Regions from separate parts of the Sus scrofa genome. Here region 2 is linked to region 1. A link is a contact called in public promoter capture Hi-C data. All regions are on one chromosome and are shown on one strand. The core of a region is the stretch at or near the end of the contact, and the rest is flanking DNA. Distances in the headings are between cores, read along the strand shown. Region 1 holds the start of PEX6 (peroxisomal biogenesis factor 6). Region 2 holds the start of POLR1C (DNA-directed RNA polymerases I and III subunit RPAC1).

The links. Promoter capture Hi-C pulls out the DNA fragments that hold promoters and counts their contacts.
Region 2: a contact with region 1 is called in a promoter capture Hi-C map of liver, with 3 times the contacts expected there. The contact joins the promoter of POLR1C here to the promoter of PEX6 in region 1. A contact is called at or near these places in 1 of 5 promoter capture datasets (liver) and 1 of 2 datasets of contacts at active chromatin or transcription factors (alveolar macrophages).

What each region holds. Positions count from the first base shown.
Region 1 is chr7:38,049,218-38,056,801 of Sscrofa11.1, reverse strand. It overlaps PEX6 (peroxisomal biogenesis factor 6), which reads left to right and starts at 4,446. Exons shown (of 17, transcript NM_001110426.1): 1 at 4,446-5,389; 2 at 6,852-6,982. The coding sequence starts at 4,508. It overlaps PPP2R5D (protein phosphatase 2 regulatory subunit B'delta), which reads right to left and starts at 1,213. Exons shown (of 16, transcript NM_001113451.1): 1 at 928-1,213. The coding sequence starts at 954.
Region 2 is chr7:38,507,140-38,514,723 of Sscrofa11.1, reverse strand. POLR1C (DNA-directed RNA polymerases I and III subunit RPAC1) reads right to left here and starts at 3,203. Exons shown (of 9, transcript XM_005666040.3): 1 at 3,056-3,203; 2 at 2,858-2,929. The coding sequence starts at 3,139. It overlaps YIPF3 (Yip1 domain family member 3), which reads left to right and starts at 3,291. Exons shown (of 9, transcript NM_001245980.1): 1 at 3,291-3,516; 2 at 4,111-4,308; 3 at 4,500-4,606; 4 at 6,283-6,328; 5 at 6,464-6,556; 6 at 6,727-6,858; 7 at 7,056-7,169; 8 at 7,368-7,491. The coding sequence starts at 3,436.

The DNA.
Region 1 (7,584 bases), core at 3,197-5,696:
CTTGATTAAGAATAAGGGGAGGAGCTTGCCCAGCCGGGGGAAAGGTGACTGGTTTAGGATGAACCTAGAAGTGGGTTGGTGCCTGTTAGGGGGGCTTTGGTACTCAGGAGGCCTTTAAGGCAGGAGACCTGATATTACAGCTGGGCCTCCAGCAGCCTGTGTGACCTTGGCCAAGTCCCTGCCCCTGTCATCCCCCCCGCCCCGCCCCCGTCCGGGTCTCAGTCTCCTCATCTATATCACCAGGGATTGCTCTGGATGCGCTCAGAGACACGGAGGTTCTGAGGTTCCATCGGCAGAAGAAGGGCTCAGTCCTGGCTTACAAGTTTGAGTGTGAAGGAAGAACTAGAGGGAGGGGCCTAGGCCAGATTCGGTGGAGGAGAGAGAAAGCAGAGCCGTTCTAGGTCAAGGAGCTTGGCGGGGAGGGAGAGGGGGCTGTAGGGGACGGTGGGTGGAGAAGGTAGGCCGAGGCCCAGGCCCGGGCGGGTGAGAAAAAGAGGGAAGAGAAGGGGCTGCGCGGGGGTGGGGAGGGGGGTTAGTTCTGGAGGGAGGTGCTGTCTCAGATAAAGAGCTGTCCCAAACGGCAAATGCGTGGGGGGATGGGGAGGAGATGAGGGAGAAAAAGCAGGGGACTGACCTGGGAGTGGGGCAGGATCAGAAGGGAGGAGATTATCCTGGGCCGGGGGTCCGTGCGGAGAGGAAGGGAGGTGCATGTGGGGGGACTCTATCCGGGACAAGGGGAGGGAGCGTTCCCAGCTGCGGCACGAGCTGGGGGTGCGACCAGCAGCGGGGGCGGAGGGCTGGCCCCGGGAGTCTTGCGGGGGCCGGACGGGAGGGTCAGTCTGAGGCTGTCCCGGGCCTGGCTCGGGCCCCTCCCAGAGCTCCGCGCAGGCCCCGAGGCGGAGGCGCGGGGGAAAGGGCCAGGCTCACCTTCTCCTTTTTCAGTTTATAGGGCATCTCGGCCCGTCCGGACCCTGCCCGGCTCCTGCGGCCCCGCTCCGGCTCGGGCTTTGCTCGGCCGCACTCGGCCCGCTCGGCGTCTCTTCGCCACCGCCTGCGCGCTGCGCCCGGGTCGAGTGGTGTCTGCTCCTCCAATTGGCCCGAACTCTTACAAACCTGCCTGACAACCAGGAGCCGCCTTCTCCGATTGGTCGCTGGAGCCAAGCGGCTTCCTTTTTTTTCTCATTGGAAAGGAAGAGTACAAACCGCCAGGGTTCGGCTCCAAGAATTGGCTGAAGTGGGAGGTCCCGCCCTAAAGGGGGTCGAGCTTAGCGTGGGAGGCGGGGGTCAGGGGAAGCCCAAGCTTAGTACCCAGTGCCGCACTCTGGCGTCTCCTGTGCGTCAGCCTCGGCCCTTCTTCTCAACTCGTTCCCTTCTAAAGTGGTTCTTATTCTTTCCCCACTGCTACTCCGCCCGGTCCGAATTGAGGGAAAGAAGCCCTAAAATGAAGGGTACCTTTTTTCATCTGAGTAACGTAGCATTAATTGCCTATGCAAAATTTGTAGAAAGCTCCCAGGAGTTTTCGTGGGCATCCGTTTCCTGTTTCCTAGACGGCTTGAGGAGGATCAAAGGGAAAGCCTGGAAGGCCGGGACCGAGGTGAAATAAGATGAGAATCCTGGGTTTGTTTCAACTTTGGAAAGAGGATCCCGGTTCCTACTGCATATGTCCTGAGGTTGTGGGACCTGCTAGACCTGAGCACGTGGGAACGCAGTGGAAGTGCTACTTCACTGTTGAGTGGGGAAACACATCCCTCACTTCCCACCCTGCCGAAGCCAGTGTCCTAATAGATAAGATCAGTTCCTGCCCTCAAGGAATTCAGTCTGGTGCAGCTGACAGTGGTGTATACACAGATGATTAAAATAAAATGTTAAAAATCATACAAACCTAAAGGTAGCTGGAGGAATATGTTTTAGAAAGTCAGCTCCAGTAGCAGATTGGCTAAGTGAAGAAACTGGAGAAAGTTCAAGCCTGTGGTCCTTGCTCAGGAGAACAGTGTTATAAGGTGGTGGCCATTGGCTTGGAGAAGGAAGAACAGAATTGGGAAATGTGTAGTATCAACAGGATTTAGTGATTCATTGGATTGTGGGGAGGACCGTATGGGAAAGGGAGGCATTGAGGATGACTTCTGGAAGCCATCAGAGATGTAGGAGGAAAACTGGTGTCATAATAGCAAAGGAAGTGTAAGAGGCTTGGTCAATAGTGTCAGATTCCAAAGAAAGTTTGAGTAAGATCAAGATCAAATGGCATCAACCCGCCATTAAAAGGTTATAGGCGATCTCCGCAGGAAAATTTCAGAAGAGCAGAAGGTTATAGGGGGTTGAAGACTGAACAGGAGATGGAAGTAAAAACAACACATCTAGGCTTCTGACTATCTTCTGTATGGGAGTAATATTTGGCTTTCAGTGACTAATGACAATTGCAAGGTAATAAAGAGTGGATGGCATGCTAACCATTATTTGCTAGGGGAAAAGCTTGGGAGGAAAGGATGTTTATTTTTGGGTGGATATTTGTGTCTGTATGGGTGCTGACCCAGGCAGGACACCAGATGTATTTACCCACTCCTAAGGTCTCAAGGAGCACCACAGCCCCAAGGCCTGGAGCTTTCCTGCTGCCATGTAAAGCAGGCATATCCTCTTTGGACTCCCCCCACCCCAATCCTCCCAGTCCTTGGTCCCTCTAAGTGGCAGGAACTACCAAATGGAAACTTTTATCCTTGTGAATTCAGATACCTAGTACATTCTTGCATGCTGTTTTGAAGATGTGGAACTAGGCATTTTCAGGTTTAGGACTAGAGGTAACCTCCAGGAACTATAATCAAACACTTAAAAAAGTATTTTCTTATCTCTCTAGGGATAAAAATATCTTATAACATGTAAACCTAATAGTCACCCTTTCAGGTTTTCAGAAAATTCTCAGCAATGCAGAATGTACAAGGTAGAAGACTGCTTCAAGATGTAAGAAAGAATGGAGTTCCTGTTGTGGCTCAGCGGTAACAAATCTGACTAGTATCCTTGAGGATGAGGGTTCAATCCCTGGCCTTGCTCAGGGAGTTAAGGATCTGGTGTTGCCGTGAACTGTGGTGTAGGTTGCAGACAAGGCTTGGATCTGGTGTTGCTGAGGCCATGGTGTAGGCTGGTGGCCACAGCTCCGATTCGACCCCTAGCCTGAGAATCTCCATGTGCTGCGGGTATGGCCCTAAAAAGACAAAAAAATTTTAAAAAGATGTAGGAAAGGAGGAGTTCCCATTATGGTGCAGCAGAAACTAATCCAATTAGTATCCATGAGGATGCAGGTTTGATCTCTGGCCTCGCTCAGTGGGTCAGGGATCCGGCATTGCCATGAGCTGTGGTATAGGCCACAGATGTGGCTCAGATCCCACGTTGCTGTGGCATAGGTCAGCAGCTAGAGCTCCGATTTGACCCCTAGCCTTAGAACTTCCATATGCTGCTATGTGTGTGGCCCTAAAAAGAAAAGAAAAAAAAAATGCAGGAAAGGAGAAAGTTGGGTAGTAGCTGGTAGAGAATGCAAAATGCAAGGTCCAGAAAGTACATTGCCACCAACCAACCCAATCATTCTAAATGCAAGTATGTTGTTACTAACTGGAAGTATGGCCAGTCAGTGTCCAAGTGCACAGGACACTTATACGGAGCAGTGGAGGTGGAGCCAAGGATGGATTCTAAGTAACAGCACAGATGTTGGGTTAGTACTCATGACTGAAGCCTTGAACCCCTCTCTTCTGCCTCCTCTGCTGCCCACCCGTCTCTAATGGATCTCTAGTCAGGTAGGATTGGTGGGGGGGGCGAGCAACTGGTTTTGGAAAGATGAAAAAGTAAAGCTCCTTTGTCTTTGCCTCAGGTTTGATGGGAATAGAACAAACAGGACAAGAAACACTGGAACGTGGGTTTTGTGTAGGATGTGTTGGAACAGGTGTGGCAGCACCAAGCACTCCAGGGCTACATGAATCATATGCAGTAATTCAGCCAGCAGCCACTCCATATCCATGAGCACATCCAAGACAGTTTTATAATCTGACTGCTCCCTCCTGCAACCTTCCCCACAACCCCCAAACCTCAGTGCCAACAGTGCCACAGAGTGAACTCCTGCCTAAACACTCTACCTACAGCTCCCAGACGCGGGCAGGAGTTTAGTCCAGGGCATGCTGACCTTTCATTGATCAATCAATAAACTGCTAAGTACATGCTCTGCGGCAGGGTAATTGACAGGACGTTACTCCCCAAGCAGGCGTGGAAGGTAAATCCCTGTAAACACACCTCAAAGGGTGCGTGCGTAGACTACCCGACCACAATTACTGTGCTACTGCCATCAAGACATCAGCCAGACCAGCCCAAGGCACCACCCTCTCTGAGCAGCTCTAGCGCCCTACGCCTCGCCCACTTCCCTCGCGCCTCCCCTGACGGAAGCGGAAGCGGCGTGTGAGCTGCCCCGGCGTCCGGCTTCCCGGTTACGGAAGCTGCGCTCCGCCGTGGAGCTCTTTGGTCTCTTGTCACCATGGCACTGGCAGTCCTGCGGGTGCTGGAGCCCTTCCCGACCGAGGCACCCCCGTTGGCGGTGCTGCTGCCACCCGAGGGCCCCTGGCCTGCGGCGGGGCTGGGTCTGGTGCTGGCGCTGCGGCCTGCAGGGGAGAGCCCGGCAGGGCCCGCGCTGCTCGTGGCGGCCCTGGAGGGGCCAGGCACAGGCACCGAAGAGCAGGGGCCGGGCCCCCCGCAGCTGCTAGTTAGCCGCGCTCTGCTGCAGCTCCTGGCCCTGGGCTCCGGGGCCTGGGTGCGGGCGCGGCCGGTGCGGCGGCCCCCAGCGCTGGGCTGGGCGCTGCTTGGCACCTCGTCAGGGACTGGGCTCGGACCGAGAGTCGGGCCGTTGCTGGTGAGGCGCGGAGAGGCTCTGCCAGTGCCGGGACCGCGGGTGCTGGAGACGCGGCCGGCGTTGCAAGGGCTGCTGGGCCCAGGAACGCGGCTAGCTGTGACTGAGCTCCGTGGGCGGGCCAAACTGGGTCCAGAGACTGAGGACAGCAGCCGGCCCCCACCGCCACCCTTGGTGTCCTCCTTCGCGGCTTCTGGCACGGTCCGGCGACTCCGGGGAGTTCTGGGAGGGACTGGGAACTCGCTGGGGGTGAGCAGGAGTTGTCTCCGTAGCCTCGGCCTTTTCCAAGGCGAATGGGTATGGGTGACCCGGGTCGGAGAGTCATCGATCACTTCCCAGCCACACCTGGCCACGGTGCAGGTCCTAGAGCCTCGATGGGACCTCTCTGAAAGACTGGGACCTGTTTCTGGGCAGCTGGGAGAGCCCCTCGCTGACGGACTGGCCCTTGTGCCTGCCACTCTGGCTTTTAATCTCGGCTGTGATCCCCTGGAAGTGGGAGAGCTCAAAATTCAGGTAGGATACAGGACTGAAGTCAGGAATGCGTTCTCTTCTTTATCCCCCCCTTCTTTGTCTTTAGCTGAACTGGAAGACCAGAGCTATAGAATTTGGGTTCCTTACTCCCTAGATCTTGGACTTTCTGCTTAATGCCTCCTAGGCTTATGTATCCATTCTCTACAATTATGTTGGTGGTGTATGGGAAGAGCCTTCACTATTCCTGTGAAAGGTGAGAGTCACAGTCAAATTACAGATCGAATCAGTTTTTTTGTCCATTTGCTGCTGCGTGTCCAGTATTGTGCTGGGCAGTGTGGAGGATGCTACCTCAGTGCTTATCCTTGACTTCAAGTTCCTTCCTGGCCTTCTGGCCTCCTCTGTTAAGAGCCTACCTTCCTTTCCTTCAAGGCCCATCTAAAGATGCCACCTCCTTCTCAAAGCCTCGTATACTCTCACCACAACAAATTTAACATTACCTCTTCATTTTGTACCTTTCAGGGAGCATTTATTTTATTGTCTTCTTATAATCATGTAATCTGTCTAGTCCTCAATTTTATATTGTAAATTCCTTGAAGGAAAGGGCCCTTTATTATCTTTAGTGCTTAGTATTTCACTTTAATATTTTATGAAATATATCCAAGAGAAGTTTTTGCTTTCTGCCTTTAAGGAGCTTACTTTTAAGAAGATGGTTGTGTTGAGGGGGACAAATATAATCTAATGGTTTTTTGTTTTTTGGGGGTGTGTGTGTGTCTTTTTAGGCATATTGAATTTCGAAGGCCAGGGACTGAATCTGAGCTGCAGCTGTAGCAACACCAGATCCCTGAACTCATGCCTCTGCAGCGACCTGAGCCACTGCAGTTGGATTCTTAATCCACCACACCACAGTAGGAACTGTCTGATGTGTCATTAAGCACCTAGATTATGGTTTAGTCCTGCACAGTCCAGTAGGGAAGCCACTAGCCACTTGGTGGTTCTTTAAATCGGTTGAAACTAAATAAAGTTAAAAATTCAGTTCTGGAGTTCTCTTGTGGCACAGTGGGTTAAGGATCTGGCATTGTCACTGCAGTGGCTTGGGTCACTGCTGCAGCACGGGTTCAATCCCTGGCCCAGGAACTTCCACATGCTATCAGCATGCCCCCCCCCAATTCAGTTCTTCAGTTATTTTAGTCACATATCAAGTGCTCCATAACCACATGTAACTATAGAACATTTCTATCACTGTAGAAAGTTATGTTCGGAAGTGCCGGACCAGGCAGTTAGTGCTACGGAATGTCAAGAAGAGATAGAAGGTGTGCGTGAGTGCAGGTGCGGGTTTCCCTCAGAATGGAGGAAGACTACTGGAGCACCTCACACTGGCGCTCATTCAGCTGCCCCAACCCTTTCAGCTTCAGTCAGATCAGATCTGCTAAGTACAGCTTGGATTCAGAGTGTCCCCACTCATGTCCAATTAATATTCCCAGTGGCTGCCTGATGTCACTCAAAGGACTTGTGGGAATTAAAAGTCTTTACCATTTCACTGGCCCTGGGCCAGCATAAAGGCATCGCAGATTGGTTATCTTTGCTGGTGAACGTTTTGGAGCTGGAGTCAGAAATCTTCCTGGTGCTCATTAGAAGGTGAGGTTTCTGTTTTCTAAAGAAGATAAAGGTGTTCGGCTCTTCTGCTGTAGGTCCCCTCTCCCACAAGCCCTGTGGTTACGGGAAGTATAAAGGATGAAAGTAAAATACTGTTGCTAAGAGGCTGGGCAGAGCTTGACTACTTGGAAGGAGGTTATAAAGTGGTGGTTATTTCTCTAACAGAGGTACCTGGAGGGTTCTAGCACCCCTGAAAACAAAGGAAGCTGCTCAGTGCTGCCCGGGCCTCCGTTTGCCAAAGAATTACACATCGAAATCGTGTCCTCTCCTCACTACAGCACTAATACAAATTACGACCATGTTCTTTACCGGCATTTTCAGACACCCAGGTTAGCTGCTTCCCCCTTTCAGGAGGATGGCATCTCACCCTCATTGCTTTCCTCCTACCCCCAGCCTTGGGGTCAGGTACCATAGAGCCTCTGCTTGTATTTTATTTTTTTATTTTGGTATTTTTACATCTGCAGTATATGGAGGTTCCCAGGCCAGGGGTCAAATCGGAGCTGTAGCCCCCAGCCTATGCTACACCCATAGCTACACCAGATCCAAGCTGATCTGCAACCTACAGCACAGCTCATGGCAGTGAC
Region 2 (7,584 bases), core at 1,954-4,453, 460 kb before region 1:
CGGAGGCTGGCAGCTGTAGCTCTGATTGGATCCCTAGCCTGGGAGCCTCCATATGCCATGTGTACGGCCCTAAAAAGCCAAAAAAAAAAAAAAAAAAAAAGGGTAAGCCTAGCACCAAGGGACATGAATGGACCAGAAGCAAGCAGCTGCATCACTCCTAGCAACAATGAAAAAACCAACACCTTCTATGGAGAGATTTACACCTAAATGGGGGAAATGATGGAAGAAAATTTTCACATATTCAAGTATGAAGAAATGATTCTGGCTTATACATTACTTAATTTGAAATCTAGGCTGACCCAAAACAGCCTATTTGTGGCCTATTAAATATATATTGTGGGAGTTCCCATTGTGGCACAGCAGAAACAAATCCGACTAGCATCCATGAGGATTTAGGTTTGATCCCTGGCCTCAATCAGTGGATCAGGGATCCGGCATTGCTATGAGCTGTGGTGTAGACTGCTCGGATCCCAAGTTGCTGTGGCGGAGGCAGGCAGCTGTAGCTCTGAGAACAGCTGTAGCCTGGGAACTTCCATATGCTGAGGGTGAGGCCCTAAAAAGCACATAGAGAGGGAGGAAGTACATCTGCTTTAACTATTAAGGAACAAAATACATTCAAAGAATAGTACAAATATGCATTATGATTATTATCCTCTGAATTATTCTCCTGCCAACTTCCCCTTGCTAAAAGCAAAATGGACTTGGTCTGTTTTTCATTGGTATGATCACTTGCTAAACATCTTTACGCCAGGTTTAGGTCTTGAAAATGTTGCAGCTCATATTGAAACTTTAACAAAATTTACACAGGAGACTTTGAATGAAAGTCATTTTTTTAAAAAATAAAAAAAAAAAAGAAGGTAATGCTATTTCTTTACTCAACGATGAAATGACGTCAATGAGAAAAGCTATTCTACAAATCAGGATGGCCTCAGACATTATCACAACCTCCCAGAAAGGAACCTGTGCCATCATTAAGGTGGACTATGCTGGATGCTATTTCTATTTTATTTTATTTTTTGTCTTTTTTGCTATTTCTTGGGCCGCTCTCGCAGCATATGGAGGTTCCCAGGCTAGGGGTCTAATAGGAGCTGTAACTGCCAGCCTACACCACAGCCACAGCAACGCGGGATCCAAGCCGCATCTGTGACCTACACCACAGCTCATGGCAATGCCGGATCCTTAACCCACTGAGCAAGGCCAGGGATGGAACCCGCAACCTCATGGTTCCTAGTCAGATTCGTTAACCACTGCGCCACGATGGGAACTCCTGGATGCTATTTCTTTACCCAATGTTGAAATGACTTTAATGAGAAAAGCCATTCTACAAATCAGGATAGCCTTAGACATTATTACAGCCTCCCAGGAAGGAAACTGTGCCATCATTAAGGTGGAATCTTGTGCTTTTATTCTTGATGAATCTGCTAATGTATTTCAAGTGCTAAAACACAAACACAGATTGAGACCTTCAGTTGCCTTCTTCCAGATTTGGGAGGGCTTTTGGAGGAATGAAGGAATGGATCCCCAAAATCTTGGCTACAATCTCTTTTAATTGCTTACTGCTGCGTTTCTCTTGATTTCTTTAATAGATTTATCATCTGATGCGGAAGATCAACAGAAGCCACAAGGTTAACACTAACAAGCAGCATTGGCTTATTATTTTCCCAACAGAGGAGGGACAGGTGTTATGCTCCTTCTCTAGACAGACCTATGACCCATCTCAGGAGGAAGCAGCTAATGATCGGTCTCTCCCTATTTGCTCATTTAAGCATAATGGAGTAAAACAGCTGGAGGAAGGAATGATGGGGATAGAGTAGGATAATCACATAGTTTAGAAGTCCCACTAGGGTTTAAAGACAAAAAGGAAATGTTAAGGGGGTTTGAAGACTGCTGTAAGCCAACAACCGACCACTTAAGAATCCAGTAACTTAGCAACAATCTACACCACCTTGAAGGAAGACCAGGTGTATCTAAGCACCAGAAACAAGCCACAAGTCCTGATAGTTAAAACCCAAGACAAGAGATATGGGGTTTCAATCTTGTTACATGAAGTCAGAGTTATTGGTCCTTGAAGACTGGCATTGCTGCATGTAGACAAGGTGAAAGAGGGAAAAAACTAGGTGAAAGGGGAAATTATTCTGCAACCTGAAACGAATTACCACATTTTCGCATATGTTACCGCTTCTGCTAATATACCTATGATTTAAACAGCCCATGACACTCCCCCTTAGACCATATAGGGTCAAAGGAGGAACTGATGATGCAAGCCTGGACCATCTTACCCAAGAATGAGAAATAAGGTGGTCTTCTCCCCGCCCCACTTTCACCTTGATTATAAAAATGTAGCCCTCTTTGTTCTCTGGGTCGCACTCCCTTGCCTGCTCATTAGTATTTCTGACAAGCGTCCTATGCTAATAAATTCACTTATTGTGTATCGGTTTGCCTCACGCTGAATTCTTTTTCCCACGAGACAAAACCTGAGGCTCAGGAAGTCCTGACGATAGCAGGTGAGCGGTATCAATTAAGACAGTGGGTTTGAGTCCCCTCCTACGTCAGGGACCATGGGTTCAAGTTCCAATGGGGGTTTTGGCTGAGTTCGAGTCCCACCCGAAAGGGAGTGCAGCTTCAATCTTTATTGCTGTTAATCGCCCTTACCACAACTCACTAGAGTCGTGTTACCTGTACTCTTTTCCAAAAAGACCGAACCATCTCGTTAGCTTGTAGAACAAAGCAGAAATTGTGCACATCGAGTGCCTAACACATCCAGAGCGAACCCCCAAGGCAGTTTCCGAGGAACAGGATGTTCAGAGTGCAAGATCCGATCCTCATACCCTCTCTGAACACCTCCAGCTCTACCCACCTTCTCGAAGCGGTCCTGGTCCCAGGCATCATCATAGCCCGAATAGTTACCGGGAAAATCGGTAGTATGAACCTAGAGCAAAGAGAAACGAACCTGTTCGCGAAGGAGCAGCGAGGCCAAATTCATCCCCACTCCGACTCTAACTCATCCCTGCTCCGCTCTGATTTCTCCTCCCGAGGTCAAGTCCACAAGACTTACATTGCGAACCCCGAACTCCCCTAGAACCACGCGGCTCCGCATTTCCTCCACAGCCTGAGCCGCCGCCATCTTCAACTCCACCATGTGACTAGAGTACCAAGCCTGCGCGTGCGTTCTAGTCTCCCTGCCCCGTCTCCGTGGCAACACACCACCTCCCGGAATCCTAAATATCGCGAGAATCTGCCCCGCCTCCGTCCACGTCCTCAGATACCGGAAGTCAGTTTTAACCAAACATCCGGTTTTCTCCTTTTTGCGTTCCGGCCGATCCCACCTTTCTTTCTAGTCCCTGGACCTGTCCATCCGTCAGGCCCTCATCTCTCCCACTCCTCCTCAGCGCGCGGGACTAGCGCGGGCTTCAGCGACGGGAGCCCTCGAGGGACATGGCAACTCCGGCGGCGCCGGCCGGCGGCGCCCGAAATGGGGCTGGCCCGGAATGGGGAGGATTCGATGAAAACATCCAGGTAAGCGCCCCACGGCTCCGGCTGCCAGCAGCCCCACGGCCTGCAGCTGTCCTGAAGTGTCATGGGGACTCTTCCTTCGAGCCTTGGAAGTCTGCTCCGTTTGCAGAACTTTTTGTCTTCTTTGGGTCTTCGTGCACGTGAAAGGCAGTGGAACTAGTGCGGACCTAAAAGGTCCACACTAGTACCTCTGAGCCCCCTTGCTCTTGCTTTCCGCACAACTTAGAAGGTCGGGCACGGCCAGGGGCGAGGGTGGGATGGGGGGTAGGCGGGATTCACTGGCCAAAACCACACTGTGCGCGCAGCCTTGTTTTGGGGTGGAAAACACAAAGGAAATGGGCACTTTTGCAGCCTTTTGTGGCTTTGGTAGGAAAAGGACACGTATGGAAGACAGGGAGTAGGTTTCCCAGGCTGGAAAAGAGAGCCAAACAAAGGTTCTGAGAGCAGTTGAGGGGAGGGGAGTGGCATGGTCTATGGTAATTCTAAGCCGTATCTCCAGCAGTGAAAGGACAAAGCTCCAAGCTCTCCGGTGAACAGAGAAGGACATAACGGATGGAGCAGAAAGGTCCTCCACTGTGGGATCCGTTGTCTTCACAGGGTGGGGGCTCAGCTGTGATTGACATGGAGAACATGGATGATACTTCAGGTTCCAGCTTCGAGGATATGGGTGAGCTGCATCAGCGCCTGCGTGAGGAAGAAGTGGATGCTGATGCAGCTGCCGCTGAAGAAGAGGATGGGGAGTTTCTGGGCATGAAGGGCTTTAAGGGACAGCTGAGCCGGCAGGTGGCTGATCAGGTAAGCAAGACTGGCTCTCTGACAGGTGGAAAAGTATCCTGAGGCCTCTGGTTCTGAGTTGGTATTAGTGAAGTTCACCCCAGCTTGTCCAGTTAGAACCATGTAGAGATCCAACAAGAAATAAGCAAAAGGGCCTTAAAGCCAAGAGTCTCACGATACCCTCCCACCCCACCCGGTCTTCCTTGCTTCAGATGTGGCAGGCGGGGAAGAGACAAGCCTCTAGGGCCTTCAGCTTGTACGCCAACATCGACATCCTGAGACCCTACTTTGATGTGGAGCCTGCACAGGTGCGAAGCAGGTGAGGATCCTCCTGACCGAAGCTGCCTTCCTGACATCTAGCCCTTCATCCACTCTACAAGCAGACTCCAAGCCCTTAGAATCCCCTCTTCATGATTCCAGTCACAGAACAGGGCTTGGCGAGAACACACCTTCCTCCTCTTCTCCATCTAGCAAACTTCTCATCTTTCCTCAAAACCTAGCTCAAATGTCACTTCCTTTGCTCCCTGTTCCAAGTTTATCCTTTCCTTTCCTGATGCTCCACTAGGGCTTTGCTTTCCTTTAGCAGACAGCACTTCAGCGATGCTGTACTTTGTCATTCCTGGGTCTGTCTCCCCAGAGACCTCCTCAAAAAGCAGGCTCTGTTTTATCTTTTTTCTTTCTTTTTGTCGCCACCCCACAGCATGTGGAGTTCCCCAGCCAGGGATCAGATCCCAGCTGCAGTTTCAACCTATGCTGCAGTTGTGGCAATGCTGGATCCTTAACCCATTCTTCCGGGCTGGGCGGTTGAACCAGTGCTCCAGAGCTGCCACCGATCGAGTTGCACCACAGTGGGAACTCCTCCTTGTCTTTTTATTCCCAGCACTAAAATAGTCTCTGAACCAGACCATTGGTACATTGTTGTCAAGTTATGTTTCAAAAACCAGATTTAATCTTGCTTTGATTCTTTGTTCATCCTTTAATTCAGCTAATGCTTATCAAACACCCAGTACCACTCTACAAGTATTTACTAAGCTTTTGCTCTGTGTCAGATCCTACAGTTGTGTCTGATTTAGTGGTGACGACAAATGGGAACCTTATCCTCGGGCACAGCCGTGGAGCACTCATTTGCCATGTAGGAGGGACACCTGATGAGGGGTTGGCTGGAGGGTGGGACAGGGCAGCTTTTGAAGAGAAAGTAAAAATCTAGCCAAGATCCAAGGTATTATTAGGAGCCAGTCACTTAAGAAGTGGAGAAGTGATTGGTACTTTTATTCCTTCTACCTGCAATGTTCATATTACTTCAAGTACATTTTTCAAGAAAATGCTCAGTGGGGCCTAGAGGAATGGTAAGAAGGAAGAGGCAGGAGGCACGCTGGTTCCCTCAAGTAACAACTTTCCTGCTAAACCTGTCACCATCACATTCTCTTGGGGCATTCTCTGCTGAGGTCTGCATGTCTTTTAAAGGAGTGCAGGAGTTCCCGTTGTGGCACAGCGGAAACGAATCCGGCTGGGAACCATGAGATTTCGCGTTCAATCCCTGGCCTCGCTCCGTGGGTTAAGGATCCTGTGTTGCCATGAGCTGTGGTGTAGGTCGCAGATGTGGCTCAGATCTGGCATGGCTGTGGCTGTGATGTAGGCTGGCAGCTACAGCTCCAGTTAGACCCCTAGCCTGGGAACCTCCATGGGCCGTGGGTGCAGCCCTAAAAAGCAATAAATAAATAAGTAAATAAAAACTAAAGGAGTGCAGGTCACACAGGTAAGTGGCCATGCCCTCCAAGACCCAGCGGGGCTCTCGAGTCTCTGTGCCACTGCTGCGTCAGTCAGCACAGCATCAGAGGGCTGTTCTTCCTGGAAGCGTTTTCTGTCTTCATTACCGTCTTTTCCCTTTACCATCCAGTGTGTTCTCTTCATTTAGAGAGATGATTGAGATTCAGGTTGTCCAGAATCTCATAGCCTAGTACTGCCTCTGCTCTCATCTCTCCTCTCCCTTCCCAGGCTCCTGGAGTCCATGATCCCCATCAAGATGGTCAACTTCCCTCAGGTGAATAGGGGGCAGCATGTCTGGAAGGGAGTGGGGGGCTCTAGGGCAGAGAGTGGGCCACCAGGCCAAGCCTGGGGAGGCATAAACACAAGAGCCCTTGTATCCTCCAGCCTAAATCAGTTGGTGTCTTGATAGAAAATCGCAGGTGAGCTCTATGGACCTCTCATGCTTGTTTTCACGCTGGTGGCCATTCTCCTCCATGGGATGAAGACGTCTGATACCATCATCGTAAGCAGGACAGGGGACTTTGGCGGGGTGGGGGTGGGGGTGGGGATGGCTGAAATGAATTGAAAGCTGCCCAAGGAGATGTGGTGAAGTGGAGGCAGCCCCTGAGGAAGGCCCTGGGTGAGACTGAGACCAGAGGCCTCCCAAGACTAATTAGAGCCTTCACTCCACAGCGGGAGGGCACCCTGATGGGCACAGCCATTGGCACCTGCTTCGGCTACTGGTTGGGCGTCTCGTCCTTCATTTACTTCCTTGCCTACCTGTGCAACGCCCAGATCACCATGCTCCAGATGCTGGCGCTGCTGGTAAGGAGACCAGCACGGTGGTGGGTACGCGTGATCTTAAAAGAGTAACCAGGCGTTGGTCTGCATCTGTCCTGGGGCCCAGGGCCTGGGGTGGGGTGAGCTGGCCAGGGGATCATTTCTCTCTACGAGGATCCCTATGAGAGTCCAGAAACCAGCCCAGCCTGAGTGATTTTCCTCTCCACCATCCTCCTTCCTAGGGCTATGGCCTCTTTGGACACTGCATTGTCCTGTTCATCACCTACAACATCCATCTCCATGCGCTCTTCTACCTCTTCTGGCTGCTAGTGGGTGGACTGTCCACCCTGCGCATGGTAAGCTGGGCGGGAGCTTTCCTGGGGTGGGCTGTCCTCCTGGGAGTTGGGAAAAACAGCCCAGAGCTTGGGCCCAACCCCACAAAGGGCCCTGAATAGGAGGGAAGAGCCCAAAGACGTGCTGCTCTGGGAAGGAGTGGCTTCTCCACACTGCTCACGTGGAGCTAGGCCCTCTGAGCTGTGTTCCTGCTGCCCTAGGTGGCAGTGTTGGTGTCACGGACTGTGGGCCCCACACAGCGGCTGCTCCTCTGTGGCACCCTGGCAACCCTGCACATGCTCTTCCTGCTCTATCTGCATTTCGCCTACCACAAGGTGGTAGAGGGTAAGTGATGTGGGCCTGGGCGCGGGGGAGGGGAAGGTCGGTGGCCTATGGCAGGGCCCCACCCCCCCAACCCTACTCCCACTCACCTTCCAA